2 separate regions of the Oryctolagus cuniculus genome follow, and region 2 is linked to region 1. Evidence: chromatin contacts called from public Micro-C data. All regions are on one chromosome and are shown on one strand. Each heading gives the region's core, a stretch centred on a gene start, on an enhancer-like site or on the middle of the called end of the contact. The rest is flanking DNA. Distances are from core to core; before and after follow the strand shown.

Region 1 (6,517 bases), core at 1,156-3,655:
CTGCTCCTGTCTGTCCGGCACACTTCATTGTCCGGTCTCCCTCCGGCTGTGCTGTGGCAGCCAGAACACGGCTCCGGAGGGTGGCGCCGCAGCCCTGGCAAGACCCCTGGCCGTGCTGGTTACCTCCGCTTTCTGAACCACACTGCTCTGTGGGGCTGAGACGCTCATACGCCCCCGCGGCTCCGACTTCTCTGCCCTCCTGGTACAGCCCCTGGACACCCTGCCTCCAGCCACGGTCCCGGGCCCCATCGCCACCTACCAGCGGTATCGCCACATCCTCGTAAGGCAGCTTGTCTTCCCGCCAAGCGTCGTCGATGAGATCCAAGATCCTTCCATCCCGCTGCACCTCACTGTCCATGTTCCCGTGGCTTTGATCTCGGCGGAGCCGGACGCCAAGGGGTTCCTTCTGAAACGGGACGGCAGGAAAGATGTGGACTTAGCACCAGCACTGCCCAGGCATTCCCGAGCCTCCCGTGAAGGCAGGAAGAGGTCCTCTTCCAGGCGGTCAAGTGACAACTTAAAAACCAGAGTTCCTGCGCCCGGTCAGCCGACAAACGCTGTGCAGTGAGCGCCTCTGGACAGACTCATCCATCCGTCTGCACCTGCCCCGATTCAAACCTCAGCACAGGAGCGCACTGCACGCGCTCAGCTCACACCTTAGGACGTGGCCAGGACAGGCCTGCCGCAAGGCCTCAGGCCAGGGACGGCGAGAGCGTCGGAAAGCTTGCTTCCTTCCTAAAACAGTGGCCCGGCCGAGCTCCGAGAGGGGCACCTCCAGGTGAGCAACTGGGGCATCCCAGGCTGCTCCCCCACTCTGAGACCAGGGTATCTCCATCCCGCCCCCCTCAGCGACCATGGTATCTCCCCACTCCCCCTTCTCAAGGACCATGGTATCTCCCCTCCCATCCCCTCTCCCCATGCTCTTCAGTGAGGATGGTGTCTCCCTGCCCCCTCTCAGGGACCATGGTATACCCCCCTCAGTAACCACGGTATCTCCCCCCCGCCCTTCAGTGACGATGGTGTCTCCCTCCCCCCTCTCAGGGACCATGGTATCTCCCCACTCCCAGCTGCACTCAGTGCACAGATGCCTCCTGCCAGCCTCATTGTCCCCTGAGCAGCTGCAACCTCATGCAGAGGCCTGGCTGGCAGGTTCCCTCATCGCTAGCGTTCCTCCACGTTAATCCCAACGGCCCGCACTCCACTGGACCAAAGGCGCCCTCAGGCCCTCCCGGCATCTGACACTGCGGAGGCGCACACAGAAAACCTCGGCGGGCGGCGGGATCCCACTCCATCCACGGGCCTCTGCTCTCCTAACAGCAAGACGGCTCCTAACCCCTGGACCGTAATTCTACCCGCGTCGGGGTGCGGAGAGGTTTCTAACCTCGGTGAACGGGCAGAACTGCGGCAAAGGCGCTCCTTCCGCTACCAGCAAGCCGCGTGGGGCCCCAAGGCTGGCCCAGGACCACGCGGCGACTCGTTGAAGGAGCCTGTCTTCAGGGCTCCTGAGGCTCAGGTGCAGTTATATGCGGTGCAGTCTGTCCCCTTTGCTGGTTTTCCCAGGCCCTCGCAGAGCCCCCTCCTATAAAAGCTTCCGGAGACCTCGGTCCTGACTCATCCAGACACAAGCGAGCTCAGCTCTGCGGCCCGCGGCTCGGGCACGCCTGTCTGGCTGCAGGTGCAAATCCTGCACCAGGATCCCCCAGCAGGTCTCTTCCACCTGTCCGCAAACACCGCCCGCCCAGTCCCACTCTCCCGCTCTGAAATCCTGCCCCTAGCGCCTCTGCATCAGACCTCGCCTTCCCCGCTGGCCTGCAGTCTGGCGACTTCAGGTGAACCCACTGCATGCAGGGAATGGTGTCCGGGCTAGGTTGCCCCCCGCCCCGGACCCGGACCCCAGACCCAGGACTCAGGATTAAATCACCACCTCTACAGCAAGGCTAGGCTCCGTTCTGCATGCCTCACGGGAACCCCGGCCCTGATCAACAAATTCCCGTCACACCACTCTCCGCACCGGCCAGAGGGCCACCGCTGACCAGTGTGCCAACCAGCCCTACTTGTCCTGGGGGCGCCGTGCCTGGCGCCAACAAGGGAGACAGACAGTGCGTGCCTTCCCTGCGACAGGGGCACGTCTTGTCCATCTCTGTCTCCCAAAGCTTTGTGACTAAGCATTTACACGATCAAAGACAAAACACCACCCCAGCTTTTCTGTGGCGCTACAAATGACCCTCGCAGGCCACCGTACCGGGAAGGCCAACCCACAACCACGGCTTCCGGCCCGAGGCGGGCGCTACCAACTGGGGAAACCAGGAGGGGGAGGTCTGGGGCCGCCACGTCAGGGCCTTCCAGCCCGCCACACTCCAAGGGTGAGGTGAAGGCATCGGCCGCGGCCGCTGCACTCGACCCCGTCACACCAAGACCCGCGCCACGAACGCAGGAAACTCTTACCAGCACCCGGCCCAAAGCAGCAGCGCTTCCTCCCGGCCACACCCCGGCACCACGTGACCCGTTCGCCCGTCTCCCAGATCCCCGGATGTGGGTGAGCCCATTTATGCGCGCGGAGGGGCGGTCCGGGTTGGGGGGGGGGTGAGGCGGCAGTGGGCGGAACGAACGTGTCGGCGGCAGAGGGAGGACGTAAGATCGGCGGCGCCGCGCGTGCGCGGGCCCGTCCCGAGGTAACGACGGGAAGGCCACGGGCGCGCTCGCGGCGGCCGCTGGGTAACCGCCAGTGGGGACCTAGGCCCCTGCGAGGGGCGGGCGTGTCCTGGTCCGGAGGCCCTGGCCAACCTGGTGCCCCCAGCCGCGCGGCCGCATGGCCCGGGACTGGCTTCTGCAGCAGCCCGCCGGCCACCAGGGGCGCCCCTCGGCCTGCCCGCCCACGCCTTGTGGCCCCGCGAAGGCGGCCGTGGCCCAGTCCGCGGTGGCGTGCGGCCCTGCGGGGAGGTCAGCCGTGGCCCGCAGGCCGGCCGGAGGGGGGTCGCGGGCTCGGGCGCCGCTGCGTGGAGTGCTCCCTGCGCGGGGAGGCTGCAGGGTGGCGTCGGCGGGGTTGGAGGAGGCAGGCCGCCCTCGACGTTCATATTCACATAGAAGGAAATGGCTTGGAGCGGTTGCTCAGTAACGCCCTACACGACCAGGCTCCTGGGGCTGGATCTGCGGTGCCCTGGCGGCCCTGGGACAGTGGCGGAAGCTCCTGTTCGTTTAGGGCTGCACGAAGCAGCTTCCCCCGAGCCCAGGGTCGGACCCCCGATGTCGGCTTCAGACGCCCCGCGTTTGCACAGTTTTGCTCCCCGTGTAGTTTGAGTTTACGAAGAGGAAACCAGGAGCGACACGGGCTGCATACTGAATCTTTAACGGATGTAGCTTGGTGATCGAGTCTGTGTTCGCTTGCTCGGAAGGCGGTGCCCTTGGTTTTCCTGCTGAGCTCCTTGCTAGTTAGCAAGGCCCTGAAACTGGAATGGGCTAGAGATGTGTAACCACCTAGACACTGCCCTCTGCAGCCCGTGCGAGTCAAGTTCATAAACTCGCTTCTAAGGGTTGTTTAGGTCGATTAGTCCCCGCGCTCCTCTGTGTGGGCCACTCTCACGGCTACCTTCCTGCTCCGCACGCACGCTGTCGGCTTGCAAAAAGCAACATGGACCTCAAAGTTGCAGGCATTGAATTTCTGGTTTATGTTAGCCCTCCCCTCCGCCCCCAAGAGCTAGGTTGGTTTCTGCAGTTGCACAAAGCCACAGAACTCTCACACCTGTGGAGATCAGAATTCCCTACTGTGGGCCTCCGCGGGGCTCGGGTTTCTTCAGCTGCCCCATCCCTGTGTGTAGTTGATCCCAGGTCTCACCCCGAGATCTCCCTGTGTGCTTGACTGATAGACCTTTTAAATCCTACCTGCAAACGGCTCTCTGGCCTCTTTCTGCTGTTCTACACTGACCTGTTTGCCTCCCGAGGTGTGCTTGGGTCCCCTGGAATTGCACCTCCGCCTAGCCAGCTGCAGCGGGTACGCTGATTAACATGGCAGAGCACACAGTCCAGTTCTGCATTGCATAGTGCTTGGTACAGCTGCAGCTCCTCCCGTGGTTACTGTTTGAACAGTGCAGCTGTAAAATTGTTACATAATTGCAGAAGGTTCTTTTGAACAGCGGTAGAATCTACCTTTTTTTTTGGTGGGGGAGGAGGAAGATTCCATAGGTGATACATTGTACTTCCTATCGCATTCGTTTGCATTATCAGCGAGGAAGGAGTGTCTGAGTTTTGTGACAGACTAAGCCAAGTCTAGTGAGGGTTGAGATGTCAGCCTAATCCGCTCATCGCGAAGTTCCCCCTGGAGCCTCTCTCTCTAATGGTGAAAGCCTTTCATGGATTTAGATCGCCTGCAGCCATTATCGAAGTTTCTGCTTGCAAAGTGGCAGTTTTTCGAAATCTTGCCATTCCTTCAACATGTATTAGCTGGGAGTCTTGTGAGAAAGAACTTGCCCTCGTCAGCCATTTGACTACCCTGAAATAGAGTTTGTACAGGAAAGTCAAGAAAAACTGCTTAATTCTTTCCCTCTATTTTCAGAATACAGTAATGAGTTCGTGGCCTAGCAACCTCCGAAGGTAACCATGAGGGTTTTTGCCTTTTAAAGAAGTGCTGGTCATGCACCTGATAGACTGTAATATAGTTAAGCTGTTTCAGCATATTGTAACCATTATTTTTTAAGTTGGTATCATTTCATCCAACCAGTAGTTGTGATAATTTCCTAGCTTTCTGGTAAAACGTCTTCCTGGCTCTCGTATCTGTTTCTGGTCTCCACCGAGCCTTCGTTCTCATGGGTGGGAGGTGGCATTCAGAGACCCCAGGCTGGGTGGGAGAGGTTTTCTTGTACTTAGTTGGGCATGGGTTCAGTTAGGACTTAGAGTTTTTTGAAAGAAATATACAGGCCTCACATTCTTTGACTGCTCTTTTTCTTGTCATATATTATATATAACGGTTTCCAATTACTAGTACCATTCTCATATTAAGAATAGGATTCCTGAATGGTGCTTACGGTTTCTTCCGCCGTTAGTGATATACAAAGTAAAATTACTGCCTATGAGTCCGTTTTGTCCTGTGGCATCCACTCAGTAGATGAGTTTTTTCGTTTGTTTTGAGACTTGTGACACTGCAGGACACTAGTGTAGCCTTATACAACAAGTAACTATACACAGTCCAGGGCAGCCGAGTGTCCTGTCCCCCCCTCTTGTTCATCACCCCTCCTTGCAGGCTTTGGCTTTACTAATGTTGAGTTTGCCCTTCTGTAAAGAAAGTACCACATGCAAACCCAGACGTGGGCACCTTCCTTTCTTAGAAGGCCTTTCATGGACATATTTTTGTATAATTTTTGCACCTACTTTTTTGTGTCCATTTTCTTTCTGCCTAATACAGCGATCCCCTGTAGATTCCTCCATAGCACATGTAGTGGTTCTGTTTTACAGTTTCAGAATGTTGCACTGGGGATGAAGCTCCCTGAGTAGGTTGATGAGCTTTTGTGGTGTTTCCTACTATGGCACTGGGGTGCCGCCCTTGTTCCTGTTGCTTGGTCATTTTGTTACTGTATCTTTAGGCTAGCTTCCTGGAAGTAGTGTTGTTGGGTCAGTTAGGTAGCCGTCCTAGGCTGTGTCCTGGAGGAGCTGTACCCAGGGCCTGTGTCCCCAAGGCTTTGTCATCAGAGTTGTTGTCAGACTTGACCTTGGAGTTTGCTTGTGGAGGAAGAAGGTAACCAAGTTTGTTTGTCTTAGGATGAGGCTGAGCACCTTTCCTGTGCTGAAGGTCACTTGCGTTTCTTTTGTAAAGTGCTGCCCATTTTTCTTTGGGTTATCTCCTCATAAATTTTCATAAGCGCTTTTTGTCGTTGAGTGATTAACCCATTGTGGCACAGCTCTCAGATCTGGCCGTCAGTTGTCTTAATTTTGCTCTGCATGTTTTTCTTCCTCGTAAAAGTTTACTCACATTTTGCAGTCTTTCCTGTTCTTTCTGGATTTTGAGTCATAGTGTGGAAAGGTTTTTGAAAACTTCGTTTTTATTTTGAAAGATTTCTCGAAGACGTCATCTGCTGATTCCCCCCTCTGTTTCAGCAGAGCCTTTCTGGGAAGTGGTAGAAAATTCTGCTCATTGGTACAGCCGCCGTTTGTCAGCTGTTGTCCCCAGTGTTGGCAAGGCAGGTGGAGAGGGACAGAGCACTTCTGCCCTCCTCTGAACTGGACTTGAGGGTGAGGCACATTCACGCTCTTAGGAGTGCACAGGTGTTCAGCGTTTTAGACCAGGCTATTAACGTTGAAGATCTGCCTACTGCCGTACATCTGCTTGCATCTTTTTTTCCATAAGATATAAAGTGTGTTTTCCCTGCTCCCCAGACTTGGTGAAAAAAACTCGAATTTCCTTTAACCATCCAATTCCAGATTTCACTGATTTAAAACAGCCTTCGCTCCAAAGGAGAGTAGCCATCAGTCAGTCTTGTTTGTTGATGAGTAAGATAGTACCAAATGTAGAGAGAGCTACAGGTTTCCA
Region 2 (6,517 bases), core at 2,988-5,487, 220 kb before region 1:
GTAGATGTTATAAAGGAAGTAGCAGGAGCCGGCACTGTGGCGCAGCAGGTTAAAGCCCTGGCCTGAAGCGCCGACATCCCATATGGGCGCCAGTTGGAGTCCTGTTTGCTCCTCTTCTGATCTAGCTCTCTGCTATGGCCTGGGAAAGCAGTAGAAGATGGTCCAGGTCCTTGGGCCCCTGCACCCACGTGGGAGAGCCAGAAGGGGCTCCTGGCTCCTGGCTTCGGATCAGCATAGCTCCGGCCCTTGCGGCCATCTGGGGAATGAACCAGTGGATGGAAGACCTCTCTCTCTGTCTCTACCTCTCTCTGTAACTCTGTCTTTCAAATAAATAAAATAAATTAAAAAAATAGAGAAAGTAACAGATATTTCTGAAGACTGAATGATATGAGTCTCCAGATTAAAAGGCCCACTAAGATAACACAAAAAAGAAACAAACCACACAGAAGGTTATAAAACTTGAGAATGTCAAACAAAAAGACCCTGACATTTAAAAAAACAAGGGAAAATAAAAGGAATCAGTATAACTTTGGACTTTTTATCGCAAGCTGTCATGACACGACAGTGTGAAACTGTCACTGAAACTGCCAAGAGGAATCTTTTCAATCTAATATTCTAATTCAGCCACACCACCTAGAAAGACTAGGACAGACGTCTTGAACATGCAAGGTGGCGAACAACGGATCTCCCACGTGCTCTTCCTTAGGAAGCCACTGAGGATGTACACTTCTAAATGGAGCAAGCTAAAGAAAAGGCAGGCAGGAGAAAGGGGTGGAAGTCCCAGGAAAAGCAGTCCTACTGTGCGTACAGAACAGGGAGCTCCAGAGGGAGGAGTGTCAAGAAGAAATGTGTGGGATGGAGAGAGGACCGACTTGAAGCGCTACCTGGGAAAAACATCAAAAGGCACGTAATGTATTTCTCTGAGTACTGGAGGAAACGCAGACATAAACACATAGAAAACTCATCAAAAAGTTTGAAGCACTTATTTTCTCTGGGAGAAATAAAAACATACAAGAAATACATCACCAACTCAAAAGGGAGCAAAACAGGTACACATGATATAAAACTGACGGCTGGGTTTACTTTTTTTTTTTTAATTAATTAATTTATTTTAAAGACAGTGATGGGGGAGGGGGACATGCAGCAGGGGAGGAGGAAAAGAGGAAGAGAGACGGGGAGAGGGGGAGAGGGGGAGAGAAAGAGAGAGAGAGAGAGAGAGAGAGAATCTTCCATCTGCTGGTTCACTCCTCAAATTGCCACTACAGCTGAGGCTGGGCCAAGCCAAACCCAGGAACTCCATCTGGGTCTCCCACAAGCTCTTGGGCCATCGTCTGCAGTCTTTAGGGTGCACATTAGGAGGGAGCTAGATCAGAAGCATGCAATAGCCACATTGAACCAGGCATTATGATACACAATGCCAGTGTCCCAAGTGCCAACCTAGCCCCACTGCTGAGCCACAACACCAGCCCCACTGCGGGTTTCATTTAAAAAAAAAAAAATACTTAAAGAGTTTAAAGGAAAAATGGGATAAGCACCCAGTTATGATAAGATGTCAAATGCTTATTCTACACTGATTTCAGAAACACAAAATGTAAAACTCAAGGGAAAAAAAAAGAAACACACAAGACCTAGGTGAAGTCGAAGAAGCTATCCACAGAGCTTGGAGAGTAAAAACCTGAAAGCAGGAGTTCGCTTTTGTTCTAAGTCTTTCAGCTCTATTTTATTCTTTAAAAACTGTGCATGTATGAAATGGATTAAAACAACTTACTCTCAAATCAAAGGCAGTTAGCTCAACCTATCACTATCAACTTCATTCATAAGATTCTCACATGCAACTCTATAGAATATCATAAAATAATGTTAGTTTCCCATACCAGATTTCCCATATCACAATGATTGAAAAATATGGTGCACAAGTACTATTTCAAGTAGTCTTAAAACACCATGACAGCTTCCATGGAAAAATGCATTCTGCCAACCCAGGCTGCCTGGTACACAGCTTAGCACCTGATCTCTCCACCTAGGGGGAGCCAAGGAGTACTTTACAGATAAAAGGAATAGGGGAGAAGGGAAGGGGTAAAAACAGAGGACCCGGCCATGGGTCACAGGTTAACGGAATCTGAAATACAGCAAACGCTGCTAGAGGTCCCCCTCCCCCAGGGACAGAGCCCAGTCCTGGAGCTCAAGCCCCTCTGCCCCCACAGTCCACTTCCCAGCATACACTGGATGCTCATCAACCAGGAGCCTCCTCTGCCACAAATATCCCTAAGAAAACTAATTCCCTTTGAATAAGGGAACAAACACATCACCTCAAGCACTAGTTAGCAATGATTTCTTTTTCTCCGTGCCATAATCAAACTTCTATATATACAATATCTTCTTTTCATTCAATGGAACTTTGTCTGCAGCCAATGTCACCATTTCATTTAAAAAAAAAAAAATATGAACTCTTACCTTGAGCAAAATACATAAAGCCTCACCTTTCTCATCTCTAAAATGGGGACAAAGACATAGACTTCACTGGTTAGCAAGAAAGTTCAAGGAAACAGCACGTATAAAGTGTGCAGGGGCAGGTTTATATGGGCACTCCATCAGCATCAGGCCCTGGTTGTCCTCTGTCCCTTCCCTCCACCCTTCACCAGGAAAGAAGAAACACACATAAACAACTTCACAAATTATACACGTTCTTTCCATCTTGACCAAGGCATGCATAACACATGAATATTTTCTAATATGATGTGAGTTGATTTACAAACATTCGCTATTTTTCCTAAGCCTAAATCTTATGTTCCAAGCACTGAGCCAATCCATGGGTTTAATTGGGCTAAACTACATTCAGCGAATTCGGCTAGCCTAAAAGGAGGATTAAGAAAGGCACGAGGCTACAAAAACACAGACGACCTCCTTAGCTAAAACTACAAATCCATACACGTAACAAACGTCTCAACAGCCTGCCGCGTGCAATTCCATTTCTCAGCAGACCTCAAGAAAATCCTGCAACTTAAAAAAGAATAAGTAAAAGCGATAGGCAATGGGTGGTGAAGCGAGTTAACTTTCTTCCCTTAAACCACGCCACAAGACCAAATAAAGGGACTGTGTTAATACACAAAAGAAAGCAGGCGTCCAGAAAGCAACAACGCTGTCGTGAAGGTGACCCAAGGCCAAGTTCTCCGTTCTCTTCAAGGTGTTTACACGAAGCAGTCACATCCTAGACGAGCAGCAAGAAGGGGCTCAGATGTCGGCTACCTGGGGAATCACCCACTATCTTTAAGTGCACCCAGAAGCTGCCACCAACGTCCCCTTGCTCTCACGCTTTGCTGAGAGCATGCAACCAGAAAGCACGAGCAACCGGAGCGTGGCCTACCCCGCATCTAAACCACAACCCAGGATCTGCGTGAATTCTCAGGCATCCTCCATCCAGGGCCCTAGAGCATGACAGGCACGGGGAAGGTCAAAGAAACTTTGCGCGGCCGGGGCTAAAGTTGCACCGAGAGCACGGCAGAGGGTGGAGGGGGATGGCACCGGCAGGATCCGGGTCTCTGGCGGAGGCCGAGGGTCCCCACAGTGGCGGGACAGCCAGGGCGAAGAGGGGAGGCCCCGAGACCGACCCGGGGCGGGGGCCGGGCAGGGACCACACCTCCCGGCCAGCACGGCAGGCAGGCGGAGGCCGGGGCCGCCGGGGCGAACCGGGCGCCAGGAGCGGGCGGCGAGCGCTGGGGGCGGGGAGGGCAGGCGCCCGCGGTCCACGCCGCGCGGACCGAGCCGCCGGCAGCCGGAAGCGGCCCGGGCCACTCACCGATCAGCCGGCGCACCTCGTCCTCGCTCAGGTAGAGGCTCACGCTGGGCCCCGCGGCCGCTGGCTGCAGGGCCGGGGGCCGCGGGGCCGGGGCGGCGGCGGCGGTGCCGGGAGCGGGCAGCAGCGACAGCAGCGCGAGCAGGAGCAGCGGCGGCGGCGGCGGCGGCGGAGCCCTCAGGCCGCGGGCCCCCGGGAGGCAGCCCCGGCCTGGCCGCCCCGGCCGCGCCGCCCCGCGCATGGCCAGCGCCGCCGCCGCCGCCGCCGCCGAGGAGGAGCGTCGGCCGGCCGCCGCGCCGCCGCCCACCCCCGGCCCCGAGCCGCTCACAGCCCCGAGCCGGGGGCGGCCGCCCAGCTCATCGCGCCGCTGGCCCGTGGCAGCCAGCCGCCGCTTCAGACCGCCGGAGCGCGCCGCCGCCGCCGCCGCCTTCCCGGCGGCATCGTCCACGGCGGGGGACTGCCCGCGGAGGCGCGCCCGTGCGCGCCGCCGCCGCCCCGGGGCCGCGCACGCACGCGCCGCCCGCTCCCTGCGGGCCGCATCCGAGCTGTGAGCGCCTGCATTTTAAAGTGCTTCTGTCGGGCGTAGGGCTCCTAGGTCACCCTCTTCAAGGGCCCGTCCTCGCCCCGCGTTGTCCCCCGGCTGCTGTGCCGTCTGCAGCCCCCTCCCCCGACGGAGGGTCCACGCAAGGAGACCCCGGCCGCTCCGAAGGTCCACGGAAATGCCTGGACGCGGCCTCTCTGGTTGCAAACGAAAAACTGGCTCTTTTTTTTTTTTTTTCGGCGTAGTGAGAAAGCGCAGATTAATAGAAATCACCCTTTGTCACGGCATGGGAGGTCAACCCCAGCATTTCTGTGCCTCTTCTTGCGGGTTTATATCGAATACATTTGTTTTCCAGAAAGATCTTAGCACCCTAAAGGGAGATGATGACACGCTGCGGATTTGAAATAGTTTTGTAGTCGATCTGCGTCACTGTCTATACGCAGCTCTGGAGTTGTGGATCTGCGACCCTTGCCAGGGTCCCAAAGCTGCTTCCAGAACGTGGAGAGTGCAAAGGTGTGACTGCGCACCTGAGTGTGTGTGTGTGCGCGCACTTGAGCTCATAACCTCTCTCAGGGAGTCCATCCCCGCCCCCCCAGAGGGTGGGGAGCGCGGTCGTAGGTCACCTCCCTCCAGCCTCGGTGTAGCTCCCGAGCATCCCCGCCCGGTGGGACAGGTCCCCTCTGGCCCCAGCCTCCCCTGCGGGAGCAGCTGCACTCCAGCCAGGCCCGGCTTAGGCGCGCAGTTGCTCTCCGCAGTGAGGCCCTGCACGACGGCTATTTTTATCCCCTGGAAGGTGGGGAAGGACCCGACTGATGAGAGATGTTCCGGAACTTAGTTTTTTTTTTCAAGTGACAGTTTAGATCTTGGCTGGCCCGGATTTAGCCAGCTTCAGCTTCTCAGCCCAGAACCCGCATCCTGCAGGAGGCGGCTGGGAAGAGGGTGGAAACCACACAAGCCACAAAAGTGTTGAGGTAGGGTGCCCCAGGAACTGCCGGGAAGAGCCTGGGGCTGGGGCTGGGGCGGAGGTGGTGCCCTCTGGACAGAGCTCCCGGTTCAGGTAGGAGACACTTTTATTAAAAGGGTGGCACGCCCCCTGCATTTTGGAAAGGGCTCCCAGCTTCCGGAGGTTCTTGACTGCTTCTAGATCTGCCTTTGCCTGACTTCGTGAGGCAGCCCGCAACACAGAGCTGTAAAGCCTGGCTGGGCTCTGCTACTTAGGAATCGTATGAAGTTGGGAACGTGACTTAATCTCTCCAACAGGGTTTAGTTGGAAAGGCAGACGACCCGGTGGGTGTCACACCTGTTGCTAGGATTGTTGTTCTAAAGAATCCCTTCCCTCTGATGACCACTGTCTATAGAAGTTTCATCTCCAGTTACCTCCCAACAGCTTAAACCAGACACCCTCAGGAGCACCACTCTCCCCGCCCTGGAGCCTGGGCTCTATCCCGGTCCTGCCAAGGCTTCCTGCAGTGGGGGAGCAAGGCGCCTCGCTGAAGATTCACTGTGCATTCATCATGCCGTGAAGGAGAAGTTAGCGGTTGCAATCCGTGGTCCCAAGGCCCTCAGGTGCTTCTGCGCACTCACTTAAGGACGGCTGCCCTCCACCATCTCTCCTCTGGGCTGCTGCCGCTGCCTGCACTGCACTTTCCCCCATAGCAGTCGGAGCCATGCTGCTCCGTGTCAGCCTCATCTGCCCACAGCTTCCCAGTCCATCTAGAGAGAAGGCAAGGTTCTCAGAAGGCATCAGGAAGTTCCCAGTCCCCACCTCCCTCCTTTTTTTTTTTTTTTTTTTTTTTTTTTTTTTTTGACAGGCAGAGTTAGTGAGAGAGAGAGAGAGAGAGAGAGAGAAAGGTCTTCCTTCCGTTGGTTCACTCCCCTAATGGTTGCCATGGCCGGCGCTGCAGCGATCCGAAGCCAGGAACCAGGTGCTTCTCCTGGTCTCCCATGTGGGTGCAGGGCCTAAGCACTTGGCCATCCTCCACTGCACTCCCGGGCCACAGCAGAGAGCTGGACTGGAAGAGGCGCAACCGGGACAGAACCGGCACCCCAACCTGGACTAGAACCTGGGGTGCCTGTGCCGCAGGTGGAGGATTAGCCAAGTGAGCCGCAGCCTCGGCCACCCACCTCCCTCCTACCTCAGGACCTTTGCACTGCTGCTTTCTGTCTAACAGCCACATGGCCTC

The links. A called contact is a pair of places that touch in the nucleus more often than the background predicts.
Region 2: a contact with region 1 is called in a Micro-C map of ear pinna, with 4 times the contacts expected there. The contact joins the promoter of RYK here to the promoter of CEP63 in region 1. A contact is called at or near these places in 2 of 6 Hi-C or Micro-C datasets (ear pinna and an unstated tissue).

Annotation. Positions count from the first base shown.
Region 1 is chr4:146,956,311-146,962,827 of mOryCun1.1, reverse strand. CEP63 (centrosomal protein 63) reads left to right here and starts at 2,405. Exons shown (of 13, transcript XM_070072799.1): 1 at 2,405-2,536. It overlaps ANAPC13 (anaphase promoting complex subunit 13), which reads right to left and starts at 2,650. Exons shown (of 3, transcript XM_008266210.4): 1 at 2,446-2,650; 2 at 260-406. The coding sequence starts at 358.
Region 2 is chr4:147,178,627-147,185,143 of mOryCun1.1, reverse strand. RYK (receptor like tyrosine kinase) reads right to left here and starts at 4,237. Exons shown (of 14, transcript XM_070072807.1): 1 at 3,797-4,237. The coding sequence starts at 4,034.